3 separate regions of the Xenopus laevis genome follow, and all the other regions are linked to region 1. The links are chromatin contacts, called in public Hi-C maps. All regions are on one chromosome and are shown on one strand. Each heading gives the region's core, a stretch centred on a gene start, on an enhancer-like site or on the middle of the called end of the contact. The rest is flanking DNA. Distances are from core to core; before and after follow the strand shown.

What was found. A called contact is a pair of places that touch in the nucleus more often than the background predicts.
Region 2: a contact with region 1 is called in a Hi-C map of the XL177 cell line, with 2.6 times the contacts expected there. The contact joins the promoter of shroom2.L here to the enhancer-like site in region 1. A contact is called at or near these places in 2 of 4 Hi-C or Micro-C datasets (the XL177 cell line and the XTC cell line).
Region 3: a Hi-C map of the XL177 cell line shows a contact between it and region 1, with 3 times the contacts expected there. The contact joins the promoter of LOC108707495 here to the enhancer-like site in region 1. A contact is called at or near these places in 2 of 4 Hi-C or Micro-C datasets (the XL177 cell line and the XTC cell line).

What each region holds. Positions count from the first base shown.
Region 1 is chr2L:79,668,955-79,671,719 of Xenopus_laevis_v10.1, forward strand. All of the region lies in intron 2 of shroom2.L (protein Shroom2), which reads left to right. Among protein-coding and RNA genes, the nearest start is that of cldn34.L, 60 kb to the right of the region's middle. Within about 2 kb of position 1,362, at least 2 of the 7 cell types and tissues checked have an H3K27ac peak or open chromatin away from gene starts, as enhancers often do.
Region 2 is chr2L:79,585,846-79,588,610 of Xenopus_laevis_v10.1, forward strand. shroom2.L (protein Shroom2) reads left to right here and starts at 1,418. Exons shown (of 10, transcript XM_018246619.2): 1 at 1,418-2,560. The coding sequence starts at 2,348.
Region 3 is chr2L:79,741,831-79,744,595 of Xenopus_laevis_v10.1, forward strand. It overlaps LOC108707495 (putative claudin-24), which reads right to left and starts at 1,433. Exons shown (of 1, transcript XM_018245494.2): 1 at 56-1,433. The coding sequence starts at 1,415. The coding sequence ends at 789.

The sequences.
Region 1 (2,765 bases), core at 112-2,611:
TTAGTTTGGATCAGGGACAAGGTACTGTTTTATTATTACAGAGAAAAAGCAAATCATTTTTAAAAAAATGGATTATTTGGATAAATTGTAGTCAATAGGAGATGACCTTTCAGTAATTCGGAGCTTTCTGGATAATGGTTTTTCCGGATAACTTATCCCATACCTGTACGTGCATTTAATTCATGCACTCAAATGGAAATCCTAACTCAGTACAATTTTTATATCCAGGATATCACAGAAAATATACTACTGTACCATTCTGGAACTTTTGGACCGTTAGGGGCAGATTTATCAAGGATGGAATTTCGAGTTCATGGGAGTTATTTAAAACTCCCATAAACAACCATGAACTCGAAATTCGAGCAATCGAAATTTAGTCTGATGAATAGGATCAACCCGCAAACTCAAATCGAATTTGAATAGAATCTGATTCAAATTTTAAAGACCAGATTCGAATTTTTTTGAATATCAGGAAGGCTGCAAACAACTCCAAATTGATCCCAGGATGTCTTCCATAGGCTAAAACAGCGACTCGGCGGGTTTATGGTGGCAAATTAAATCTCAAAAATCGAATTTGATTCAGACAAATCTGCCCCTTGATATCGAAGTACATAAGGAAGGAGTCCCTCAGTCTTTGCTTTTTAATTTATTTATGAATGATTTTGAGGTTGTAAGTGATGTCTCTGTACTTGTCCATAATAATAAATGCTGTTTTTTTTCTACATTGCAGAATGATCTGAATAAGTTGGGGACTAGGCGGGAATTGGCAAATGAGATTCACCATTTATAAATGCAAAGCTATGCATTTGGGCAAAAATTAGCAAGAACACTAATTATGCACTAAATGGAATTGTGTTGGAGAAGTATGTTGCTTTTTTTTTTTTAGATAGCCTTTGCAATTCTAGGCAGTGTAAGTCAGTGTATGTTAAAGCTTGTAAAATACTTACTTGTTAAAGCTAAAGAGTAGTGACTTGAGGAATAAAAGCATAATTTTGCTTCCTTGTAGACCCCTGTTAAGGCATTACATCTTAAGTCCATGGGAGGTGGCACCGGAGGTTTCTGGTGATTCTTCCCCTCCTGCAGGCAGAGAAACCTCCCCCACTTGTGATGCGCAGTACAATGGATTGTATTTGTATTGTGCATTCTTTTTCTGAGTTGCTATGCAGCCCACCATAGTAAGAGATTAGTCATTAGAGTATTGCTGTCTAGCCTTTTCAGTGCATTTGGCAGACAATTTGCTTTTAAACATATTCAGGGGCAGTCATATAGTAAAACCATGATGTGATATGGAGGTGTCAAAACAACAGACCACTGCTACAACAACTACCGTAGTTCTTTTCTATGAAGTTTATATTTTCATTGAATTGGCTTCATATTTTTATCCAACTTCCTTTGCTGCATTTTAAGTGCCACCTTGTGGTGGAATTGTCATACTGTCGGTTTTCAATGCAGCCATTGTCTAACTTGCCAATCTATTACCCTTCTTTTAATATAGGACAGAGTTAGGAAAACTGTGATTGTAAGTGGGGTGCTGGGAGTTGCAGGCCAACAAATAGAGGACTCTAACTTGCCCTCATATTGTATTATGGTATTTAACAGAAGCAAGATTTGTTTGATTTAATATTTTGATTCCATTTCCCCTCTGGCACAATTACATGTTTGTCAAACTGCAAATTACATACCTTTAAGTTAACTTTTAGTATGTTATGTTATAATAATGAAAACCAGCAAATTATCTCAGAATATAACTCTGTACATCATACTAAAACTTAATTCAAAGGTGAGCAACCCCTTTAAATGGGACCTGTCAAGCTGAGACATAATCCACTGACAGAGTAAAATAAACTTTACCTTGCCCCAGGCATATAGATTAGCCCCTCATAGCTTATAGAAGACTGATCAAAACTAATTGCCAGTTAGTTGCAGATTTCAAATAAGCCCAAATACTTTTCGTTTTGCTCGTGGGATACATATTACATCAGTACTGAAATTATTGATCACAACATTGTATAACCTGTTGCTCTGAAATCAAATGCCAGACCAAACCATGATATCCAATATCTGCCAATGTATGTCTGGAATAGCACTATATTTGTGATGAGATATTATGGATACCTTTGGTTTGTACCTGAAAGTTGGCATCTGTTATGTGTTTATTTCTTAATGCTGTCCAATGGGCATATCCTCTCTCTCTCTCTCTCTCTCTCTCTCTCTCTCTCTCTCTCTCTCTCTCTCCTTTTGTATTTTTGTGAACAGTGTATGGCCATTCCACAGCTGCCAAGTAGTTAATATCCATGAATGCTTTATATGCAGGTTTCTCTTAAAACCATTATACAAATGAGTGGATGCACGGTTAGTGCATGGCATTGTCTTGTCTCTCAGGTATAGTTAGGCTTCATTGTCAAGATACTTATAGGCACAAAGCTTATACAATGGAACAGATTAACATGGGGGAAGAGGATATGCAGAGTTTAGGAGCCGTCAGATGATTCGCTTTGTCATGCTAGGCATTTAGCATCTTTATTAGGGTAAATAATGAATTTTCAGCAGTGACAGTTCTGACATTGTAAGAAAAGTTTCACGTCATTGTCATGCATCTTAACTGCTTTACTGGCTTTGTAATCCATTGTGTTCCAGAGAGTTTCCCAGATACTTGCTCCGTGTTTCTCCCTCTGGAACGGGGACTTGGACTGAACCACTAGCAAAGTAAGACTAGTGCAGTAGATACAGTCATATTCTCCCTACACGAGGCAGAATTGCTTCCT
Region 2 (2,765 bases), core at 168-2,667, 83 kb before region 1:
GGGGACTACTCAAAGGGGATGCCCCTCGTCTACCCTAAGCATGTTACCTGGTATAAAATCAAATATTTGGGACAACTATATGAAAACAAAAATTTTAAGACCTATGAAACTTTAGTAACCGAATATATACTCCCGAGAACAACGTGGTTCAGAAACCTCAAACTCAGACATGCAGCAAATAGCCAAATACCTAGTTTCCTACTCCCCCCCCCCCTGGGGTCTCCCTCTCAGTCCTCGAAGAAGGGCTCAGGGCACCTGTCCAGAAAGGGTTAACCTCCCGGATCTATTCTATACTCAGTAAGCAGAGGGGTAATCCCTTTGCCCAAAGTTATACTAAATGGACATCTGATATGCCACAGTTAAACCTAGAAGATTGGGAGGACTTTACCAACTCCTATTTATCCACTGTAATTAGTAGCAACGATACTCTAATACAGTACCATACAATACATAGAACCTGCCTTACGCAAGTGAGGCTGAATTCCATAGGCCTAATGGCAAATGTTTCAAATGTGGAGGCAGCCCAGGCACGTTTATGCATACTTTATGGTCCTTTCCAATAATTGATAAATTTTGGGCAAAAGTAACAACATTCACAGAACAAACTCTGGACTTGCCCAATATGCGATCACCAGAAGCATGTCTCCTGGGACTAGTGGAAAGTATAGTGCCCGACAAGCATAACTGCTCCCTGTTGCGGCCTTTATATTTCTATGCTAGGAAAACAATTCTTCTGTCATGGAAACTGCCCAAACCACCCACCCTGAAAAGATGGAAATCCTTGATAAATGAGGCTTTACCACTCTATAAACTGACCTACTTGAGCCGAGGCTGCCCAAACAAATTTCACAAAGTCTGGGGCCCATGGGCAGACACTGGACTCAGCTACAGAACAGGACAGCAGATAAACAACTCCTAAGACAGGAACATTTGAGTATACTGAACAACCTCCATGGCCTTAACCCCCCCTATATGTAGTGTGTCTGTTATAAGTTGAGGGGGAAAAAGTTTGTTCATTCATATGTACCCCTGCTTGTCGGGGAAAATGTAAAAAAGATGGTTCAAACACATATAAAGAAGAAATGCTTTATTATAGTCATCAACAAATATGTTGTTGTTCAAACAAATAAAGAAAACTTTTAAAAAAAAAAGTTACTTCAAACCCTGTACATTGGGTATAACAACTGCTTAAATAAATGTTTCTCATGGTGGCGGGGGGGGGGGGGGAACCTGAGGCTCTTTTCAGCTGTTATCGAACTACATCTTCCAGATTCCTTTGTCTGTCATGGCTTGCTGGGAGTTGTAGTTTACCGGCAGAAGGGGGAGACAACAGGTTGGAGATCCTGGCATTAGACAGTGTTATAATGTTATAATGACACGAGCATTCTCTCCAAGGGATAATCAGGGAGTGATTGGTAAGCACTAGTTGGGGGAAGGGAAGGAGCCAGCCTGCAGGGAAGCAACTCTATTTGCTTCTTCTTTTTCTTTCTTTCTGATATTGTGCTTCCCCCCCCCCCAAAAAAAATCGCAATCGTTCATCCTGGGCTGAGGAAACAAAAACAAGGCTCCAGTTGGAGGAAAGAAAAGCTTTAGTGTGAGGGGGGTGACCAGAGAGCAGGAAAGAGCCAGAACTGATTATTCATTCAGGTTGGAAGCAGCGGCTCAGTCACCTCTAGCATTGCAACCAGGAGGTCGGCTCCTACCAGGAAAGAGACACAATAAGGAACCGGGCACCTGCTGGGACTTGCGGACGGGCCTATTGCCTTATGATTATCATTTGCTCTTCAAGTTTGCCCCAATCTGAACAGGTGGTTTTTGGGTAACTGCTGAAATTGGCCAAGGAGATGAAGCAGGTCCTGGGTTTCAGATCAGAATTATCGTAGTTTATTGTTACGGCCCTGGGGGAGTTTTGTCTTATACTGATGGCGTTAGTGCCTGTGCACTGGGGGCAATGTTCAGTGCGTGGGAGTCCATAGGAGGCCCTGGCTGAACTCCCTGGAGGACTTTTCTTCTACTCGATTCGACATTTTGGATTTGCTGCTCATTTTTCTAGGTGCTCTGCTTGGAAACATTCCCAAAGTTCGTTTCAACAGAGAAACTTAGCCTTTGCTCAGCCTGTGGAATAAAGTAGCGAGACCGGCGAATTTGATCTGTCAGGAAATAATGAAAAGAGAATTGCGTTTCTTAAGGCAGTCGGATCTTTTTCTTGCAGCAGAGGGTGCATGTTGGTGTTAGGCTGCCTGCAATGTATTGCCTCCGCCTGGGAATTTGCTCATAAGAGGATCTGTCATTCATCACCCATTGCTCCTGGACTGCACAGTGTTGGTTTCAGTGCACAGCTACCAGCATGGAGAACCTGGAGCCAAGAGCTGGGCACGAGAGTTTTCTACCTGAGGATACAAGTGTTCAGCATGGTTTGTTGGATCAAGGGCAGACAGTGGTGGAGAGGAAACTAATGGAAGGCTACAGGCTGGTGGATGTTATTCTTACTGGAGGTGCTCCATGGGGATTTACTTTGAAAGGTGGCAAAGAACATGGAGAGCCCCTTATCATTACCAAGGTAAGGAGAACAAAATAAGCTACATGGATATAACTTAGGGTTGTAGAATGACACACTTATTGCAAGAACACATTTCCTGCTGGACAAATTACATTGGCTTCAAATTGTAGCACAGACTTCCATCGGGAACCAGTGGCACATCTTTCAGTTGTAGTTTAAACATTACTTTTAACACTTTACAGGCTCTGGCTCTGTAGAGTCAGAC
Region 3 (2,765 bases), core at 183-2,682, 73 kb after region 1:
AGTAGAGTATGACATAATCTAACTGGTAAAATAAGTCTGGTATAATAACTTTATATTCAACCATGTAAAGGTATGGCTATGCATGTATGTATGTATAATAACTTTTGGACTACAAATGCACCATACTGATATAATTTGCTGATTATATGGTGTAGGTATATTTGATATACAGAGTTCTATGAAATCTCAAATGGTACGACTATTAAAAATATAATCATTTCACTGCAAACAAGTCCAAACAAGTCATCTTTTTTTTATTTATTTATTTTCTTGCCTCATCATTTTCAGAGCTAGACAAATTAATTTCTCTAACCCGAGAAACATTTTCTGTATAAACTACACATTCTAGCAAATGCAATCTAGGCCAGGTCTGTAGTAACAAAGCATATATTGATTTTACAAGATCATCAAAAATAAACAAATTCAAATATGCAACTTGTGTGGGAATTTTCTGGCTTTTACATGTATTTGGGCTGAATGGGAAATTGCTATGCCTACAGCTTGGGCTTGCTGAGGGGTGGGGGCTAATTCAAAAAGCATGTGAGTAAAGTACTTACACAAAGGCTCCTATTATTCCCAGATTACCCTTCATTGTAAAACAGCACACATGTGGAAAAGAAAAGACATTATTTGTGACTTGACATTCCTTTTACTTCTAAGGATAAAACAGTAACACTTCTGTGATTTATCTGCATTTTATTGAGAAGAAATATTTTACAATTTGAATAGTAAAAGCAGTTTGATTATAAAAATGTAATTCTGGAATAAATATTAGCAATAATAGACTTTTAGACAGATTCAAGGTTTATGGTTGTAGCATTTGAACCCACTGGTGAAGTTTCTCCTTGGCCACTGTAGAAATGGGAAACAATGAGTACACTTCCGCCTGCTATTAAGAATAACCCACCAGTCCAGCCAGAAAACATAGCACTTCCATATTCAAAACGAGGAATGTCTTTGGGTAAGTTCCAAAATTTCACAAAGGCATCATAAGCAAAGTAGGATACAAAACAGGTGGATGAGGCGCCGGCTAGTAAAAAAAGACCTCCTCCAATCATAATTGCTATTTTTCGAACATATTTATCTTGGTCATCAAGACACTTCAGACAGGTCAGTGCAGGTGTGGAGACCATAAATCCGAGCACCCCACAGGATACCGAAAGACACATAAGTACACGACCCAACTGGATCTGAAGAGGCAAGTCAAGGATAGTTTGGAAATCTTGACATACTCTTGAACCCACATCTTGAATGGCACAGGTCTGCCACAAACCAAGTTGATAGCTTTCATTGACAAGCATACCTGACGAGACAATCAACCAGCGAGGTATGAATAAAGCCACCAAGCAGCAGATGTAACCAATTAGCGAAAGGAACAGAGCTGCAAGTTCAGTAAGGCAAAGCCCTGAATCCATTTGAGCGGCTCTGTCTTCTTTGCCTCTGTGTGGAATGACTGGCTGCCAGCAAAAGGCAAGCTTTCACATACCCATCTGAAGGCTGCCTTGAATAAATCAATGTCTCTTTTTCTATTTCTGAGCCTACAGTGTTCTGTCACATATGCCCTATTGTGGTCAGATGCTATCACAACTCTCAAAAAGTAAGTTGAATAAATGTGCCAATTCTTCTAAGAAAATAATAGGACTAAATCACACGAGCTTTCTACTGGTGTAAAAAAATGAAAATAATATTTATGTACTATATCAGGAATGAAGTATAATTTTTCATGTACTGGAGTGGATAGAGATGCAGATATTAATAAATGGTCATTATTTATAATCAGACTAGAAACAAATCAATCAACGAAAAATGAAAAAATGAAAATAATATTTATGTACTATATAAGGAAAGAAGTATAATCTTTCATGTACTAGAGTGGATACAGATGCAGATATTAATAAATGGTCATTATTTATAATCAGACTAGAAACAAATCAATTTAAAGAATTGTATTATTGTTTTTAGATGGGACAATTGTGATCAAAAAAGTTTATAATTAAATTCAAAGAAATGTCACTGTAATCACAGGGACTGTAAACGGACACATTTTTTCACACTTTTCAGCATTTTTTTCATTCATACTTTTATATTCGGATCTTTTATACCCTCCATGGCATATGTGGTTTTAGAGAAATAGAGTTTAATTGTGGTTTCAAATTGTGGTTTCAAAAAGCTGTAATCTAAAAAAAAATTCTAAAGAAGAGAATCCTTGAATGGTTGTTTCTAAGAGCCTCAAAAAGAACTGCTTACTTGGTGAGATCAAAAGATGAGCGGATCTTACCACTGGTTACTAGAGGAGACAAAAATGCTGCTTATTGTAACTTTAAGAGATGAATTTACGGTTTTCAAACCAGAAATTCAAAGAGCGCTTCTCTGTGCTAGCAACCTGGACTCCCTGGACCCCTCTGGGATGGCAGCAGCTGCAAGCCACTTAAGGTGGAAAAGGGGCTAGAATCGCCCCTGAACTGTACCCCTGCATGGTCACCATGTGGTGGATAATATTGTGCTCAACCTAGGGCCAAACAATCAGTTCAAAACAACAGGGATACAGGCTGACAAGCTGATGTCCACATTAACAAGCCAATGCCATCTTAACCCTAACAGGATTTTCTGCCATATATCTTTTGGGCAGGCACATTGGAGGGCACCATACTCGGTCTGGATGGGCCAAATTGTCAGCTTAAATGGCCTCCTCACCCCCTGTGTATGGCCTCCTCACCGCCTGTCCACAGTTAGTCCCTGATTTGAATGAATCTGCAATTATAAAA